Linked DNA regions of Mus musculus: region 2 is linked to region 1. A link is a contact called in public promoter capture Hi-C data. All regions are on one chromosome and are shown on one strand. The core of a region is the stretch at or near the end of the contact, and the rest is flanking DNA. Distances in the headings are between cores, read along the strand shown. Region 1 holds the start of Samd9l (sterile alpha motif domain containing 9-like). Region 2 holds the start of Pdk4 (pyruvate dehydrogenase kinase, isoenzyme 4).

What was found. Promoter capture Hi-C pulls out the DNA fragments that hold promoters and counts their contacts.
Region 2: a promoter capture Hi-C map of liver shows a contact between it and region 1, with 6 times the contacts expected there. The contact joins the promoter of Pdk4 here to the promoter of Samd9l in region 1. A contact is called at or near these places in 3 of 39 promoter capture datasets (cranial neural crest, hippocampal neurons and liver).

What each region holds. Positions count from the first base shown.
Region 1 is chr6:3,397,689-3,401,592 of GRCm38.p6, forward strand. Samd9l (sterile alpha motif domain containing 9-like) reads right to left here and starts at 1,883. Exons shown (of 2, transcript NM_010156.3): 1 at 1,580-1,883.
Region 2 is chr6:5,494,028-5,497,724 of GRCm38.p6, forward strand. It overlaps Pdk4 (pyruvate dehydrogenase kinase, isoenzyme 4), which reads right to left and starts at 2,251. Exons shown (of 11, transcript NM_013743.2): 1 at 2,006-2,251; 2 at 863-1,004. The coding sequence starts at 2,135.

The DNA of each region.
Region 1 (3,904 bases), core at 633-3,132:
TAATCGGGACACCTGAAGTCTTCCTAAATTCAGCAGTAAAAATTTCTTCTCACAGTTATACATATGTCGGTCCCCACCTATCTCGGTGTAAGAGTACAAAATGCAAGATGAAGTCATGAGTCAGATGGATTATTCATACCTGAGCTAAGAAACATATCAGAATATAAGCTTGAGTTCTCATGGCAGGGTTGGAGGCAGAGAGATATGGGCAGAAATACTTGGTTGAGAAACTAAGCAAATACCAAAAAAGGGATGAATTTTCACTCCCAACTTATGAAACTGAACAGGTTTCACTTTTCACAGTGCTCCCTCTAAAACAGTGGTTCTTGACCTCCCTAATGCTGAAACCCTTTAATACAGCACCTCACAGTCTGGTGACCCCCCTCCCCCACCCATAAAATTATTCCCTTGCTACTTCATAACTGTAACTGTGTGACTGTTATGAATTATAAAGTAAATATCTGTGTTTTCTGATGGTCTTAGGCATCCCCTGTCAAGACTCACAGGTTGAGAACTTCTGCTCTAATGCCTATGTTCAGACTTAAAAGCTCTTCCTTGAATCAATCCCCTAAACCCACAGAAGAGGCCACTTTGGAGACTGTATAAGCCACTGTATTAATGGTTTCTTCAGGCTATCCGTGCTTCTAAAAGGCTTGCACAAACCTTAAAATGTGCTGCAGAATCACACATATATAAAAATCCCTTAGGAAAAGAAAACCAGAGGAAGGCTAATTAGAACTAAAAATAAGTGGGGTGTGTGTGTGACTGTGTGTGCATGTATTTTAGAGTGTTCCCAGAATTGCTCATGAGCTTATATAGTATAAAGAAGAGATAGAATTTATATGACTGAACATACACACACACACATATACACACACATACACACACACATACACACACACATACACATACACACACACACACACACAGGCACACACATACACGCACACACAGACACACACACACACACACACACACACACACAGGAGAATTGTAGGACTTGTCAGTTTTTCTCAGAGAGGTTAAAGAACTTCAATAACATTGTTCCCCTAGGCCCTTGAATGACATTTGGGGGGAAATATCAGATCTCAGCCCCTGATTCTTACCAGGCACATAAAACTGCCATGATTCCAAAACTTTCTGGCAGAAGCTCTGTGAACATTCTGTTTTTGCCTCCAACATATAGACTTGACATTAAAGTCCAACACACTATGGAGGATGTAATTTTCTAGACTGCCTGTTCCTTACAGTGACTGGAGGACTATGTTTTGCACTAATAGAACATTAAAGTGCTTTTTTTTTTTCTTGTTGAAGATGCTGCTTTTCTTTAAGGGCTATTAATAGAACTGTGCCTTATTTTCAAAAACATTTTTTTTAATGGAATGTTTATGTTATAGCCACAGTACCATTTACAACAACACACAGACCAGCAATTTTAAGCTCAGAAAATTACCAGCTTTGTTTTAGAATATACTTAAAACATTCTAACCTCAAAGTTTACTTTTCCCTCTTCCATAAACTGTTGCTGTAGACACCAATAGCAACAACAATAATAGGAAAGAAGAAATTTTGTACTTACCCAAATTTTCAAATTTCTTCTACATAAAAAATCGTTTAAAAGGAAAAAAGAAAACAAAACCTGTCCATTTTAGTAAAGAAAATGTCTGGTATCTGTATTCTCTTCCTCCCAAGATGTCCGTGACAAACAACTTCATTTAGTCTTGGTGGTCTTAACCAGTCTGCTTGTCTACCTTAACACCAGCTTAAACTGGCTGAGAGACACCAGGGTGTGGCTAATGCTGGCAAGAGTGTAAGGAAGTAAAAAACCACCTCTGCTTCAGTTTCCAGTTTCGATTCTGATACAGAAAGAGACTTCCTGAAATGCTTTTTTTCTCTTTTTCTGCTCTTTAGTGCCAACTATGCCACCTGCTGGTTTGTTTGGGTAAAACCCAAAGACCTAAAGTCTGAGGATTTTTTTTTACCCATTAATTAATTTATTTACTCACTATACATCCCAATCAATCAAATCCCTCATCCCATTCCCCCCAGTCCCCACAGTTCCTCCACAATTCCACCTCCCCTTCTCTTTTGAAAGGGTGGAATATCTCCCCAACCCCCTCAACATCAAGTCTCTGCAGGGCTAGGTGCATCCTCTCCCACTGAAGCCAGACAAAGCAGCCAGGTTAGGGCAACAGGATCCACAGGCAGAAAAGATTAAAGGACATCTCCCCACCCCACCCCCGCCAGTTGTTTAGTACCCACATGAAGAGCAAGCTGCACAGTCGAGGTATACATAAGTGACCCAAAAAACTCTACAAAAAGAACTCCTACAGCTGATAAACACCTTCAGCAAAGTGACTGCTGGATGCAAAATTAACTAAAAAAAAATCAGTAGTTCACCTTTATACAAATGATAAATGGGCTGAGAAAGAAATCAGGGAAACAACACCCTTCACAATAGACCCAAGTAACATAAAATATCGTGGTGTAATTCTAGCCAAACAAATGAAAGACCCACCTGAGAAGAACTTCAAGTCTTTGAATAAGGAAACTGAAGAACATATCAGAAGATGGAGAGCTTTCCCATGCTCATAGATTGGGCTTGCATAGTAAAAATGGCAATCTTATCAACAGTAATTTACAGATTCAAGGCAAATTATGAGTCTGTTTAACTGATCTCCCTGGGAGTACCAGTTATTTATTTATTTACTATATTTACTATTAGTTTATCATATGTTCTGTTGCTATAACTGAAGACCACAGACTAGGTGATTCATATATTTTTAAATGTGTTTCTTATGGGTTTTGGAATCTAGGAAGTCCCAGGAGAAGGACCTGCACCTCAGGAGCACCTTCCAGCTGCCCGAGATCTCTGCAGAGGGCACAGATAGAGCAACACAGCTTTAGTTAGAAGCAAGCTGGCTCACTTGTGTCTCTCTTCCTCTTCTAATGACACCACTAAGGATATCATGAGGTTGTGTGACCTCATGGTTGCATATAATATTAACACAGGAGACCATTAACATAAGACTCCAGTGATCTTAAAATCCCCATTTAAATACAAGTTTTAAGAAACTACAGATGACAGCAGTTAATGTATGTCAGTTTCAAGGAAAGCTAACATTTTTATTGAAATGACAATACTTCAGAAGATCACTTTGATTTTGCTATTAGTATTTATAAATTTTTATACTGAACAAGCCATTAAAAGAATAGTGCCACAAAAAGTTGTTAAGCATCCCTTGGAGAATTCAAATACCCTATTAATTAAAAAAAAAATCTGTTCCCTCTGAGTAAAAACAACACAAGCCCTGCAGTGGTACTGATGGCTAAGGATATTTTGGGACTTTTTAAAAGTGCCATGCAGGCTGCTGGCATAGAATGTGCTTGATGATCTTATCCAGCTAGTCACTCTATATATTGACATGCCAGGCAAGATCTGTCACTGTGCATGGCTGTCAACTCTTTTCTGACTGAATTTGTGTTCTACTTCACAGAAAGAAATTTATGTCTGGTTTCTAAATTTTGTCAAAAGCCTATGCTGGGGACATCAATTTGTTCCTGTTTTTCTAAATGAACATGTCAAACAGCTTTCTGAATGTTTATATGTACTCATAGACCTGGACCACTTCAAACCTTGGTCAACAAGTGCTTCACATCCATTAATGAAGAGACTCACAACTAGTTAAAGTGCTGAGAGTAATTGACTGTTGAGCACTCAGTGCTGAGAGAGACATGTGTCTCACTCTTTCCAGGACTTGTAAAGAATCTCAGAAGAGGTGGTTTAAAAAAAAAAGTGAGCCCTAAAAGATCGGTGGTGTGCTATGACACACTGTCTTAAGGATATGCCATAGCTATTGCAATCATATGCTTACAGCATCTGTATTTACCTGCATAGGACCAT
Region 2 (3,697 bases), core at 1,001-3,500, 2.1 Mb after region 1:
GCATGGATCTGCCCTCCAAACATCTGCTTGCTAGGCATCTCTTAGTTTAAAGAAAACAGTCAAAGTAACCGAGGTTGAATGTTGGCCACGTGCTTGCTTTGTCTGTCTAAGAAATAAATTACTCCCTTTAATTATACGCAGCATCTCTTGTAACAATAGGCGGGCAGGGAGGGGTTCAGGCACTTGCTAAGATGCTAAGGGAGATGCCAAGGCAGAATTTGAACCCAAGGATCACTTTGCTAGTTGCTGATAAGGAACAAAACGTAGACCCTCTCCGAACAGCAGACATCTACATCAATTTCTAGGCAAAGGATTGTTTGTACAATTTCAGATTCCATCCTTTGTTATGTAAAGGACAAAAATTAAAAAAAATCCATTATGCCAATTATTCTTCAAACTTATCCCATACATCCAAATTATATTGTAATGGAAGTTGGGTATGGTAGTACATGGTTATAATCCCAGGAACTAAGAGGTGAAGATAAGTAGAAAGGATGTCAAGGTCATCCTAGGAGTTCCAGGAAGCCTGTGATTCACCAGAGCCGGTCTTAAGAGCCAAATAACAACAAGGAACAAAGGAAAAGGAAAAGGAAAAGGAAAAGAAAAGCAAAAACAGAAGCCACACACCTCCAAAGTGAAGGGGAACGATTTTTTTCTTTTTTAGGATATTAACAAACATCTATTTGTAGATTTATAACAATCCTAATGATAACCTGCCCTAAGTTAATACAAACTTACTTACAACTTTCAAAACTATTTTCTCTTAAGACCGCCTGTTATCCAAGCACGCTGTTAATATGGTCTAAGAAGTGGTGCTCAGGTAACTTTTAAAGCCAGAGACTTCAAAACCGTGTGTCCTCACCAGCTCTTCACCAGCTGCACCGAAGGAGTGTTCACTAAGCGGTCAGGCAGGATGTCAATCTCCTTCAGGATATTGGCCAGGCGGACGGGCAGCTCTTGCCGCAGAAAAGCAAAGGACGTTCTTTCACAGGCATTTTCTGAACCTGTAGTGGGTGAAGCGTGTTCAGTTTGGGGGAAAATTTGAGACTAAATAGCAAATACAAAGGATGTTGTAAAATAATATCTTAACTACAGTTAGCTTAGTGCTTATAGACACTTTAAAGCTAGATCTTTAGTGCCTTTTTCTTTCTGTCCAATTTCACCCCCTTTTCACTTTTTAAGAGTGACCAATATAGGTGAAATACTGTTTATTTTCTTTATGAAAAGAAAAAAATAAGCCCACGGTGGAGAAATCAGACCACTCTCCAGTTATTTCTATGCGTGAGTCCAGGGCCTGTACCACAAACTCAATAACACACCCTTAATGAGTATGAACCTGAAAGGGTCTGGGTAGAAGGAGACAGAGGCCTTTCCAGACTAGCAACAAACAATACCACATTGACATCTTGAAATGTTCCATATGCCACCGCGGAAGAAAAGGAGTAACTGTCTTTTTTTTTTTTTTTTTGTAGTAGTAGTAGTAATGTAAATACTTGTAAAACAATAAAGGAGAAATAGTAAAGATGCCTGCTAGGCATGCCAAGAGATCAGCGGGGTGTGTGTGGAGGCGGGGAGTATGAGTTTAAATCTGTATCTATCAATCTAAGGTAAGTTTGTGTTATTAGGAAATTGGGAAGAAAGGAGTTAGTTTAGCTTCTAGTCCATTATTAAAATGGTGGCTGAAAGGATATATATATATATATATATATATATATATATATATATATATATATATATATATACACACTCAAATGATCTAGACAGTGAGAAGAGAAAAGTAGATTCGAAGTTGAGCATCAGTATGGTTACAAGTGACTTAGCCTTTCTGGTACAAACTGTCAGAAAGTAACCAAACTAGGAAAACAGGTGCACAGCCTTTTGAGAATCCCGAGTTCTTCGGTCAAAGAGACCTCAGTCGTCCTAGCCCTGAACTCAGCCCTTCCCATCCTGGGGCCTCCCCAGCCTCAGCGCCACCCTCCTGGGCCCTGCGTCGCCCGCCTCTCACCAAAGTCCAGCAGCTGCTTCATGGACAGCGGGGACGGGCTGTAGCGGGAGAACAGCTCGACCTCCCTGGGGACCAGGCTGGCGCTGCTCAGCGAGCTGGCGCTGCGCATCACGAAGCGGGCTGCCTTCATCCTGACGCCCACCTAGGCTGGCGGTGGTTAGGATCCGTAGGGTTGGCGAGGGCTGCGGGTCAGGAGCGCGGTCGAGAGGGAGCAAGTGCGTTGTGGTCCCAGGGTCCCGGGTGCTCGAGCCTGGGTGAAGGGTTGACACTTGGGTCTTCCCACCACCCGATGTCTTGCCTTTTATCTACCTCCACGCCCTCTCCACAACTCCAGCCAGGAGGAGGCTCTGGGACTCTGAACTTGGGGCCACACCAATCAGCTCAGAGAAAGAACTTTGGGCTCCTCCCTTTGGCCGCGGTCACTAGAAAGGCCTGGCACAGTGATCCCGACACGGTTTCCATGGCCTGCAAGGGGCAAAGGGTGAGAGGGAGGAGGGTTGGGGTGGGATAGGGGGAGCAGCCACAGCAGGCATCCGGGATGACGTGGGCCCCCTTGGGATAGATCCCAGGTCGCTAGGACTTCAGGCCCGCCCAGACTTGTCCTTGTTTACAACTCCAGAGCCATCTCAATGTCACGCATTCCTAGCCAGAAACTGTTTCCAAGAATCTCACCGCGGAGCGTGCATTGGTGTTCGCTCAGAGCGGGACTTTTACAGTAGCCAATCATCTGCTTACTAAAGTATGGGCTTCTTTGCCATTGGACCTCGAAAGCAAGGACCACCCTACAGTTTTATCCACTTTCTTCTTAGCGAACAGCTCAAGTTTAGAAACTGCCTAAATAGGCTTATTATTAATGTGGTGGAAAATCCCAGTTCACTTCTCTCCTGTAACACTTTCTACCTGTTAATTAAATGCAAACTAAAGAGCGATTTGCTGAGGGTTTGGCTGGCCCTGTAGTCCCCCTTCCCTGTCATTCCCCTCTTTCTCTAAGGCCTTCTAGTTTGCTCTTGACCGCCCTCCACTCCCCAGTCTGCTCCAAAAGCTCTTTCTTCATTGCGGCTGCCCTCCTTCCAAAAAGCAGCCTTTGTCACTAGCAGGCACCAGTAGCATATTTTAGTTATTTGGGCTCTTTCATTTCCCAGAGGCTCAGTGCATCCTACCCTACTTTGTTACTGCCCAATATTGACCTCCCTAATGACTGCTGTTGAAACATGCTAGCGGGTCATAACACTCTCATCCTAACCTCTCTCGTCCTCCCGTTCACTCTAAATGGACTGTAGAATGAAGCCAGTGTTTAGGGACGCTGTAACGACTTGGTTGCAAATGCAATGTAATGGGAACTACTAATAGTAATAAACTGCAAGGGCAGTTTGTTATCCAAGGCACCCTTAGCCTTCGACCCTTGCATATGAGGAGACTGGGGTGTTATGAAAGTCATAGATGACGGTGGGTGCACTCTTTGCATTTTCCCCCATGAGAGCTCACCCAGTCACAGGACTGATGTCTGATTTCTGCCTCTAGTTCAAACTCTGCCCCAGATTCCAGTGCTCTGCTGTTTAGTGGACTTGTGCAGGCACAGGTCTAGCATCAAAGTTCCTCCTCTTAAACCTACCACCAATACTGGGGGTCTGCCTAATGTTGTGTCCACTTGTGTGACTTGCTTAGAAATAACACGTTGGCTTTCTGTCCATC